Regions from separate parts of the Bombyx mori genome. Here region 1 is linked to region 2. The links are chromatin contacts, called in public Hi-C maps. All regions are on one chromosome and are shown on one strand. Each heading gives the region's core, a stretch centred on a gene start, on an enhancer-like site or on the middle of the called end of the contact. The rest is flanking DNA. Distances are from core to core; before and after follow the strand shown.

What was found. Hi-C and Micro-C count contacts between places; a contact is called where the count stands out from the background.
Region 1: a contact with region 2 is called in a Hi-C map of whole pupa, with 2.6 times the contacts expected there. The contact joins the promoter of LOC101746305 here to the enhancer-like site in region 2. A contact is called at or near these places in 2 of 7 Hi-C or Micro-C datasets (both in whole pupa).

The regions. Positions count from the first base shown.
Region 1 is chr6:8,187,136-8,192,690 of ASM3026992v2, reverse strand. It overlaps LOC101746305 (putative inner dynein arm light chain, axonemal), which reads left to right and starts at 4,304. Exons shown (of 6, transcript XM_004930554.5): 1 at 4,304-4,538; 2 at 4,617-4,748; 3 at 5,364-5,513. The coding sequence starts at 4,452. It overlaps LOC101746442 (mediator of RNA polymerase II transcription subunit 4), which reads left to right and starts at 309. Exons shown (of 5, transcript XM_004930555.5): 1 at 309-632; 2 at 706-886; 3 at 1,026-1,177; 4 at 1,625-1,803; 5 at 2,352-2,695. The coding sequence starts at 565. The coding sequence ends at 2,527.
Region 2 is chr6:8,130,185-8,135,669 of ASM3026992v2, reverse strand. It overlaps LOC101745685 (protein lap4), which reads right to left. Exons shown (of 35, transcript XM_038011696.2): 8 at 5,061-5,170; 9 at 2,418-2,600; 10 at 1,601-1,729. Among protein-coding and RNA genes, the nearest start is that of LOC101745685, 30 kb to the right of the region's middle. Within about 2 kb of position 3,804, at least 4 of the 8 cell types and tissues checked have open chromatin away from gene starts, as enhancers often do.

The sequences.
Region 1 (5,555 bases), core at 3,055-5,554, 57 kb before region 2:
TTTATAGTGTAAAATAGAAAAGTGAAGTTAAAGTTGGGGGCAGCAATCACTTTGTGATGTCTTTAAGCTCCGGTAACTACTAATAGGCCTTGAGGTCATTCACCCATCTTCATAAGAAAAAGTAAATCATCTCATCTCGTTACCAGTAGTAAATTTTATTTTATTTCTTATAACGTAAATAGGCTACGGCCTTATAAAACAAAGTTTGTAGATATAAATTATACTGAAACTCACTTTAAAACTAGAAAAACTGTAAAAGTACGAGAATAAGTTTCTCTATATCATAGAGAAAAATATTTCAAGGCTCTACTAATTATTAGTCTGTGCTTGCTGTGGAACATAGTCTATGACTTTCACGTTTGTCGTCTGCTGTATTGGAAACATCAAACAATGTTATTATTTTTACTGTAAACATTGAATGTAGTTACCACGTACATAGTAGCGTTTTTGATACAAGAAATCCCAAGAGTCGCAGCGTTGGGGGGTCGTTTGTCCAGTTCATATGATATAAGGAAATAATACATATCGTTTATATTAAAAAAAGCTGTTAAGCTATATAGAGCTATGGCGTCACATTTAAGTACTAAAGATCGCTTATTGGCACTAATAGATGATATCGAACTTATTGCTAAGTGAGTTAAAACACGATTGAACTGTGGAAAACATTACCGATCAACTTCATGTTCTAATTCTTTAAATTTTCAGGGAAATAATAGAAGTTTCCATAGCACCAAAACCACAGAAAGTGTCCGCTGCAGATCATGCTCAGTTGACGGACCTACTTCTATCAAAACATGGAGAATTGAAAAAAACATTAGACCTAGCTGACGAACAAGCAAAGATCCAACAGAAAATGAATGAACTCAAAGCTGAAGTAGATAGTAAGGTAAATACTACAAAAGAGATTTATTTTAAGTAAAAAATGGATAAAATTTTGGAGTGGACTGACTCATCCACTGCTAGTTCACAACAATTTAAGCCACAAGCGAATTATGTAATTGAAATGTTTTTGTTGTGTTACTAAGGATCAAGATATATATCACCTTCAAAGACAATTGAAAGATGCAGAACAAATTCTGGCTACATCACTGTATCAAGCTCGACAGAAACTTGCATCAATAGTGAAGTCTAGAAAGAGACCTGTACCCTCTGAGGAGTTGATCAAATTTGCACACAGGTTAGTAAACAATTAAAGATTTCTACATTGAAATTAAATATTTTTTCTGAGTCAGGTCCTTAAAACACATGATGAGTACTCCTAAATATTGAATATTAAATATTTATGATCTCAACAGAGATTTCAAACCTGACCAATGACAACAGTGAGACAATGATAGTAGGCACATTGACTAACAAATAAATCAATGAGATGTTTAGTATATTAACAGTTGATTAAGTTTATTAATGCAAAAAGTCTGAATGGATATTAGGTATTGTGTCTGAATAGCCAACAATGTTATGAAAATAACTATCTACAGAAAACAGTTTCTTTCATAACTATAGAGTTACACTTTAATTAAATTACATTAAAAAGAATTTTTAAATATTAGACAGTACACTATTTTTGATGTGAGAACTAAATAGTACTTAAAAAAACTTTTTTTGACTTACTGATATTTTACAGAATAAGTGCATCTAATGCTGTCAGCGCACCTTTGTCGTGGCAACCTGGTGATCCTCGTCGGCCTTATCCAACTGATTTAGAAATGAGATTAGGAATGCTCGGTCGCCTCTGTGATCTGCCATTGAATGGTCACACGCCTTCTACACTGAATGAACTTCATCGTATAACAACTGGTGGAGGTATAAATGCATTACTCATTATATTAATGAATCATTCTTAGAACAAGTTGCATATGTATAGAACTCTTTGTGCAGTACATATTTATACAATTCTAGTATTGGTACTTTATCGTTATAGTTAATTTGATTCATCTACAATAAGCATGTATTATCATAGTTATTAATAGCTATGAGAGAAGTGGGTGATAGGGAACACCAAACACCTAAACTACTCAGCAAGTGCTTTGGCAGATATATCATGTTTTGGACCACTGTATTAAACTCAAATATACAAGAATAATATTTTTCAGGAAAGTTGAATTAATGATCAAATTTCTATAGGATTTGTAAAGAATAAAAAAAATCTCCTATGTTATTGCCACCTCTTTTTATTAATATTGTCAACAGAGGCTTCCTTCAAAACCCATAACCCATGGAAATTATTTAAGAATATTCTTATCATCAGAATTTTACAGAAACATTTTACCCTTTTGTTAATTGCATTAGGTAAAAAAAACATGTAAAACCATTTGCTTGTTAATCAGGTTTACTGTGTTATATTATTTCAGTACCAGCTTCAGCTTCAAGCCAATTCACTTGGCATCCATCAGGCGAGCTACACATGTCTGTTGGAGGCGGTAACTCTGTAGCTATTGATGGCCGAGGGAAGGATGCTCCCAACCAAGAAGATGTTGAAGTTATGTCCACAGACTCCAGTTCAAGTTCAAGTAGTGATTCACAATGAATACAGAAAAACCGTGGACTTCATTTTGATTAAAAGTGTAGTGCAACTCAACAAGTTAAAAAGACTGATGCTTGTGTTTATTATGAAAAAAATATTTGTAGAATTAATTCAAATGTTATTTAAATATCCTCATAGAAATGACATAATAAAAAAATTTATTCCACATAATCGTTTTGTTATATTTGAACAAAAATTTAACCTCCAAATTTATTTTTCGATATCTATGCACGCGAACTCTGCGATTAAGAGTTGGAAGTGCGAACTAGCCTGTTGACATAACCCAAACAGTTTCTCGTCAGTTCTTCTCAGTGGGTTGCGATTCTGATCCTGTAGGTTTTAACGAAACATTGCTCTTGCCAGGGCCAGTGTTGGCAAACTCTCTCAGGTGGAGCCAGTGAACTCATACACGTCCGCGCGTTCCTGGAATAGCCCCTTAGGCTACCAACGAATGGGTAGGTAAAATATATCAACGATCACGAGGCCCGATAGCACCGGAATATATTACAACTAATACTACTCATAGGAGTTGTATAAGTGTTTGGAGCTTTAAGACAACTTAGTCCGGATACTATTGCCCCTAGGATTTAGTACTTTAACATTTATTTTATTACTGGTGGAAGGTCCTCTTGTGAGTCCGCGCGGGTAGGTACCACCACCCTGCGTATTTCTGCCGTGAAGCAGTAATGCGTTTCGGTTTGAAAGGTGGGGCAGCCGTTGTAACTATACGTAGATCTTAGAACTTATATGACTTATATCACAAGGTGGGTGGCGCATTTACGTTGTTGATGTCTATGGGCTCTAGTAACCACTTAACATCAGGTGGGCTGTGAGCTCGTCATCCAACTAAGCAATAAAAAAAATTACTAGGTATTCCTGATAGCTCGTTAACTCGCAATGTTCGATTTTATGAAAATATCTTGGTGGTGGCCTAAGTGAATGTCTAAGCTGACTTTCAAAAACTTATGGCTTTATCTATATTCGTTTCAACCAGAAAGTTCATGTAATGTGTATTGCATTCCATGGTAAATTTGGTTTCGCAGTCCCTCAGTGTACTATGAACGATCTTCGTTGTAATTTGGATACACGGTTCGCAGCCTAATTGCTATGATTACTTTTTCAGAGCTCATTCTAAGTCATTAACCGTTTCATTTCTATTATCACCAACACGTACATGTACACAAATTAAATTGACACTTATGTCGACCTGATAATATCAAGCTTCGCTGTAGTCTATTCTATGGCCAACAAGTGCTTTGAGAAGAGTAGCTCCCATTTTAAATGTCTTATCTATGGCCTAGCTATCGCTAAGGACGTAGGTTTTTTAAAATAAATACCCCACAATGTCATCCGCGCAAGCATTGATAACGTAGGTATGTACATCTTCGTTTGGAAGACCGATGCAGTCGTCCATAATATAGCAGTTTTTATACTTATATCACATTAAATAAGATACACTTTTTACTAGGGAAACGTAAGGTTACTAGGTTTTTTTATTGCTTAGGTGGGTGGACGAGCTCACAGCCCACCTGGTGTTAAGTGGTTACTGGAGCCCATAGACATCAACAACATAAATGCGCCACCCGCCTTGTGATTTAAGCTCTAAGATCTACGTATAGTTACAACGGCTGCCCCAGCCTTCAAACCGAAACGCATTACTGCTTCACGGCAGAAATAGGCAGGGTGGTGGTACACACCCGCGCGGACTCACAAGAGTCCTACCACCAGTACTAGTAGGTTATAAAGATTATTAAAAAAGTATAAAATACTAGGCAGATGCTAAGAGCCGTTGCTATGGAAATAACATTTTGCTTGACAATTTGTCAGAGAGAATTTTAGAATCACTACGTTTTAATTTGATTACTGCCACGATAACCGTGACTTCTCAAAAAGTCAAATAGGTATTTTGCAACAAAAACAAACGGAAATGGGAGAACGGGCACCGGTATCTGCAGAAGAGACGTTAGTCCGTTACGACAACCCAGTGTTGGTGACTAAAAGACAGGAAAAAGTTGTAAGATTTTTGATTTATCAAAGGATCTTCGTTAATAAAAAAATAATGTTCATTTTATAATAAAAATGTTTTACACAGCCTTCCCCGAGAGCTGGCGCTTCAACACAACCGTGCGTACCCACCGAAGCAAAGAAAGAAACTGAAGAGATCTTAAATGCTATTTTACCCCCGAAAGAATGGGAGGAAGATGGACAAATATGGACACAAAAGGTACTACAATTTGCAGCTGTAAAATAAAGACAGACAGACTTGAACTTGACGGCCCAATTTATGGTAAACTGTTGATACCACCAGTAGGCCCCGGGCACGCCAAGAAGACAGAAAGGGCGCTACACAGAAAACACTTAATGATCGTTTGTAGAACGTTTCAATGGTTCTGAGGTTTAGTTTTTAGATGGTTGGCGAGCTCACAGCCCACCTAGTGTTAAGTGGTTACTGGAGCCCATACACATCTATAACGTAAATGCGCCACCCACCTTGAGATATAACTAAAATATATAATAATAATAATAATAATTTATTTATTAACCTTGATACATTTACACATAACAGTTTGCTAAAAACTCTCCACACTAGGCACTGCCTGTCTCGTGGAGAGTTTTTTAAATATAATAATAAATATAATATTCTTATAAGTTCTAAGATCTACTTATACAACCTTTCAAACCGAAACGCATTACTGCTTCACGGCAGAAATGGTCAGGGCGGTGGTACCTACCCGTGCGGACTCACAAGAGGTCCTACAACCAGTACCACCAAGAACGGAGTATTCACTAATTAAATGGATAAAAATATTAAAGTTCATTTGTTACCGTTATATTGTAGATTTCTTCTACTCCGGCGACCCGTTTGGACGTGATAAACCTGCAAGAAATGCTCGATACTCGTCTGCAGCAGAGACAAGCCAGAGAAACCGGTATATGTCCAGTTCGAAGACAATTGTACACCCAATGTTTTGATGAACTTATCAGACAGGTAGTTTCTTTCAAATAGCGTGAAATTTTCTTAAGAATCTCT
Region 2 (5,485 bases), core at 2,555-5,054:
TGCAGTTGGAACAGCGCCCCTAGCGGCAAGCGTAGGCAAACGATCCCATTCCATACGAATATGACCTAACTTTTACGCTATCGAGAACGTTAAAAAACTCGCACTAAGCACACTGATGTAAACTATTAACTAAAGCCAGCTCTAGCTCTCGCAGGCTATAATCGCATATTATTTTCATCTCTATTATCGTATTCGAGTAACTCCACTAGTCGCAGCCTGCCATTGAACCACTACCACCGCTGCTCGGGTCACTGTTAACATTTCATAAAATAAAATTATTCTATACCACTTCTTAACTTACTTCGCATTCAACTTTTGAGAATGGTAAATTCGGAATAATCGCATCTCCAGCCCTTGTTTCCTTAGACTATGTAGTCTGTAAGGGAACCGTTCCCAAAATCCAATATTTAATAATTCTACGTTTATTTAATTGATTTTTTTTTTGTAAAAGTAATTTATGCGTCTATAAATAATTATTTTATTAACGCGCAGTTTAAAGAAACGACAGTGCCTACACTTGTCGGATTATTTTACACCCATGTGCAATGCAAATAAATTAATTCACTTAAATACCATTCTATTACGGAATTTGCGATTTTAGTGTTATCAAATCAAGAATCCCCACCATTTACGATTTTGGGTTACCCGAAACACGAGCGGCGGTGGCAAGGTCTGAGGAAGTTAGTTGTCTGTGTAAATGTAACGCAATGCTGAATTGCAACTCGTCGCCGATCATACAATCTGATAAAACTGGAGGAAATATTAAAAGGACCGATTTGTAAGGCCTTTAAGGCTTTAATCAATTGCTTGTACGCATATTGTATTCCGCGAGCGCGTTGCATTTTTTTTTTCTTCAAATTTCGGATTATTATAGAAAGTTAAAAGATTTTAAGGAAATAAATTTAAAAGATTATTTCATCTACTAGTGCGTGAATATTACCAACCAAGAAACAATCATGATGCTACCAAAATATTACACAAACTTAACATTGAAACATAGCATCATGATTGGTCTTAGGAGTCATTGATTTAGTTACTAATTGTTATTAATATTATTATTATCTAAATTATTGCATTAATGCATGTGTTAATGTTAAAATAAATTAGTAAATTACTAACCAAAACATAATATAGATAAATGTATTTTTGTATTTGTGCTCATGTTGTTATCCCAAGCCGTCACTTATAAATTATTGCCGAACTTATAAACCTTTCTTTTTCGTAATTCGATCATATAGTCCATATGGTGTATATATATTACTGGAACCCTAATCCACCCTAATCTTGAGACACGAACAAAACCTCTATTCTACTGTACAACCACTGTTCCACCATAGGCTACTTCGTAGCAGAAATACGCAGCTCTGTAGTATCTACCTGCGCAGGGTCATAATACGCTCTATGACCAATAAACTTCTTGATATGATTGCTTGGAAAAAATTGGGTAAAATCGACCAAAACCTGCATCGTAACGCTAACGTACACACACCGACTACCTTAGTCCACGTACATTATTATTGAGGCCGTAAGTGATATGTTTTCATTAACACACGTCATAATACAATATAATTAGTGATTAGTGTACTATTATAAAACCCACCTCAAGTTCGTCCGAGTCTTCGTTTTCATCATTTTCAGTTTCAGAGGAATCCCGATCCACTGCAGTTATAGTGTCGCTGTCGTCGTCTTTAATTATTTCCGGGATCTCTTCGATTTTCTGTACCTCGTCCTACGATATAGAACAACAAATTGCTTTTATAAAAACTAGAAATGAAATAACCAGGTCGCGATGCCGATATTAATACAAATTTTGGCCAATCGACATGATTAGCATGCAAATATCGAAAGATCTGATTCCACCTTATACGGTTTAAAAAATTACTTTCTCTATGTCTCGTTAGTTCGACCTAGAATACCATAAGTTCAAATGGCATTCGGACATGTAAACCACAATGTGTCTGGTCTACATCTATACTAATATTATAAAGAGGAAAAATTTGTTTGTTTGTTTGTATTGAATAGGCTCCGAAACTACTGAACCGATTTCAAAAATTCTTTCACTGTTTGGAAGCTACACTATTTCCGAGTGACATAGGCCATAATCATTTTTGAAAAAATTAGGGATCCTTAGTAAAACTCCAATAATGTAACCAGAGGTGTAAAAAATTACCTAAAATATTCTTTACATCGCGTGCCCTGCGAAAAACTATTGATGATAGAATAAAAATAATGTACTACGACTTTGTAGAACACATTATTTACAAATAGTGTCACGACAGCATATGTTTAAGTATACAGTTATACCGCAATAATTGTTCTTTTATTTAAAAAAAATAAAACAACGTCGAATATCGTTAAAATTTTTGTTAAAGACCCGAGCGGAGCCGGAGCGGGCCGCTTGTTTTAAATAAACTCACCTCTACTTTCTCTTCTACGACTGGAACAATTTTTATAGGGGACAAAGGTAATCCGTTCGTAGTGGGCGATTCGGTCTTCGCTGGTTGCGTGATCGCATTGTCCGGTGATCGTCCAGCCAAAAGCTTGTGAGCTTTCGCTTTCAAGTCTTTCGGATGAGGCGTGTTCTGTCTTACGAACGGTGTCTGTGAAAACGATAACAAATTCTAATTTCTATTTATTTATCAAAAACTAGTTATTAAATACGTTTAGAATATCTTTTTATAGAAACCATGCAAACATGCTTATAAATAAAATTATAAATATACCTCAAGAATAAAAAATCTTAATGCGAATAAAACATTTCCAGCAGCACATAGATCGTTCAAGCTTACATGTGCTTAAGATATATCGGTGATAGTTAAAATACTAGAAATATTGAGTGGTGTTAAAATTTATCATTTTCGATTATTATCACACGGAATTCCGAAACGAAATAAACCTTCTTTCGTATATACATATTCAATTTTAGCATATCAATTAAAACAGAATACTTATAAGAAAGGTTTTAAGTATTATAATGTCTACTTTAAGAAATTGTCTCACTGGTAATTGCCAATTAAACGAATAATCATATAATTCACTATGAAGCGAGGCTGAGTGAATCACAGGATATGATATCACATCCAATCTTCTGTGTGCGAAGCTAAGACGTCTTACTGATATCGACTTATCTACGCTAAGTGCAATTTAAATATGAACTAAATATATAAACTAACAAAGTGCGCTGCGTTGTAAGAAATTGACGTGTTCAGTGTGTACAAAATAATACGGAAAAAAAAACGAAAAATCATTGAGCAAGTGCATTCATTGAATTGCTGTTTTTAATTTTTTTTATTTCGTTAAAAAGATTTTGTAGAGCTACGTGAGTGAAAGCATACTGGGATAATTTGTTTTGGCACAAGTTCTTTGGTTAGTGATAAACGATTACTGTGTAACATGTATGCTGAAGGTTTGACGTCACTTAGGTAGTAAACTAGGATTGCGTTAATCTACTTTTAGCATAAATAGGTTTCTCTCTAATTACTGCGAAAGAGCAAGAGGCTGTGTTATTGCAGCTTAAAATCGACTCGCTGACTGTGCATTCACAACGTTTTATCATCTGTTTGATTTTTAATGAAAATTTATAATACTTTTTCATGATTAGATAAATTTAAGATGTACCATACAAATTGTGATGTTTCTTCGCATTAAACACGGTAACTCGATGCGTTTCCGTTATATACTTTTGGATAGAGTTCGAATCGAATTCTACTACTACGACGTCAGCGGGTATACACGCAAATAGCGTGCGGATATAGTGGCGCCATCTGTTGTAACGAATTGTGAATGCACCGCGCGAGCCGCGTCGCCGTGTACCTCCGCGAGGTTAGTTATAGAGGAGGAGAGCCGTTGCAGTGAACTCCTCCGTTGTGTTGTAACTAGCTTGCGAACTACATTAATCGGTCGACGGAACGACAACATCGACTGTGGCGCGAAGGAAGACTCAGAAAGTGTCACCTCGTCACTGTCCTCCTGAATCGATGGGACCTTAAAATTGAATTCATTCTCACTAAATAATTAAAATGTACAAACAAATATTAGTTTATATACACGTTTTAGACGTTTCGAAACTGAACAAGAATTGTACGTTAACTTAATCTAAATATGCAAATAGATTTTAATTTAATTAAGTAATAAATTACTTTTCAAAAATTCAATAAAGAAATCATTTTTGTGCATTTTTCATTTCCCCTTCACCAAACGCTTAAATTACTTACAACCAATATTCATATTCAATTAACAAAAGTATGTATTTTTTATGAATATTTACTTTCTTTAAGAAGAAAATATAACTAAAATTGTATAATAAAAATTCTTATCTTCAACCGATGCATAGAAACATGATTAATCTACTTGATTTTCGGAAACTCATCCTATTTTGTTCATAGATAAAGAAAACGTTACTGACATTTTTTTACTTAAATAATTCAACAGATGTGATAATATTCACGGTTAAAGTTATATTTGCATTTATTTTAAATGTATTTTACATACATTTGTATATTTATCATATGTATGAGTATGGTGTCTTCTATTTGAGAATAATGTAATATTAAGGTCGTTTTGTTTCACAGTACATTATATTAATATTGTAAAAACTAAATACAATTACAATAATCCAAAATAAAAACAATATTACAAATTATTACAGTTCCTTTATTAAACTAAAACTAGTACATAAAAAAGATAAAAATATCGATTAATGAGATACGCAAATTTTAACATTAATATTCCTATTTTATTTCTAATCACAGTGAGATAATAAATATAAATAAAAAAAAACTCAATGTTACATAACTGTTCAGCACAAATTATTCAAACGCAACGAGTATAGAACTCAACGCCAAATACGCCCTTTGTCTTGAAAAGTTACCTCGAAACTTCCTCCTGAACCAACAACTTAATCTAACACTACCGTCTCTGATCGTACTGCCTGCACTGTGAAAGCACGTCTGTACATTATATCTAAAGTGTTTATAAGCGTGTTTCTCTGTACACGAAAACCTCCAACCTGCCCTCGAGTACGGAGGTATCTTATATGAAAAACAACAACAGTATCTCACCTCTCGAACGTCCGAAACGTCTTCCGTGAACTTAACGGAATGAGTGCGCGACGCCTCCTTCTCCTCCCAATCTTCGTTGTCCGAATCACGATCGCGGGAAACGCTCGTATCTGTTAAACCAATACACTTTTTAATGCGGACATGTATATTCTGTAGTGTTACCATAATAATTTTAAAAGCGGGACAACCACAACGAAGCTGCTTACAAATTACCAAAGAAAAAAAAAGATTCGCAGCTTTTACGACATTGCTAACAGCGTATGACTACCAAAAAATGTTTATTTCACAATTACATAAGGCGATGAGAATATGAACATGGAAATGCGATAGAAATTTACGTGTTAATTGTTTTCGATCTGCCATTTATCTATATATTAATACGTGAAGCAAAAACTTGGGGTTTTTTTACGAAAATTGCGGAACAG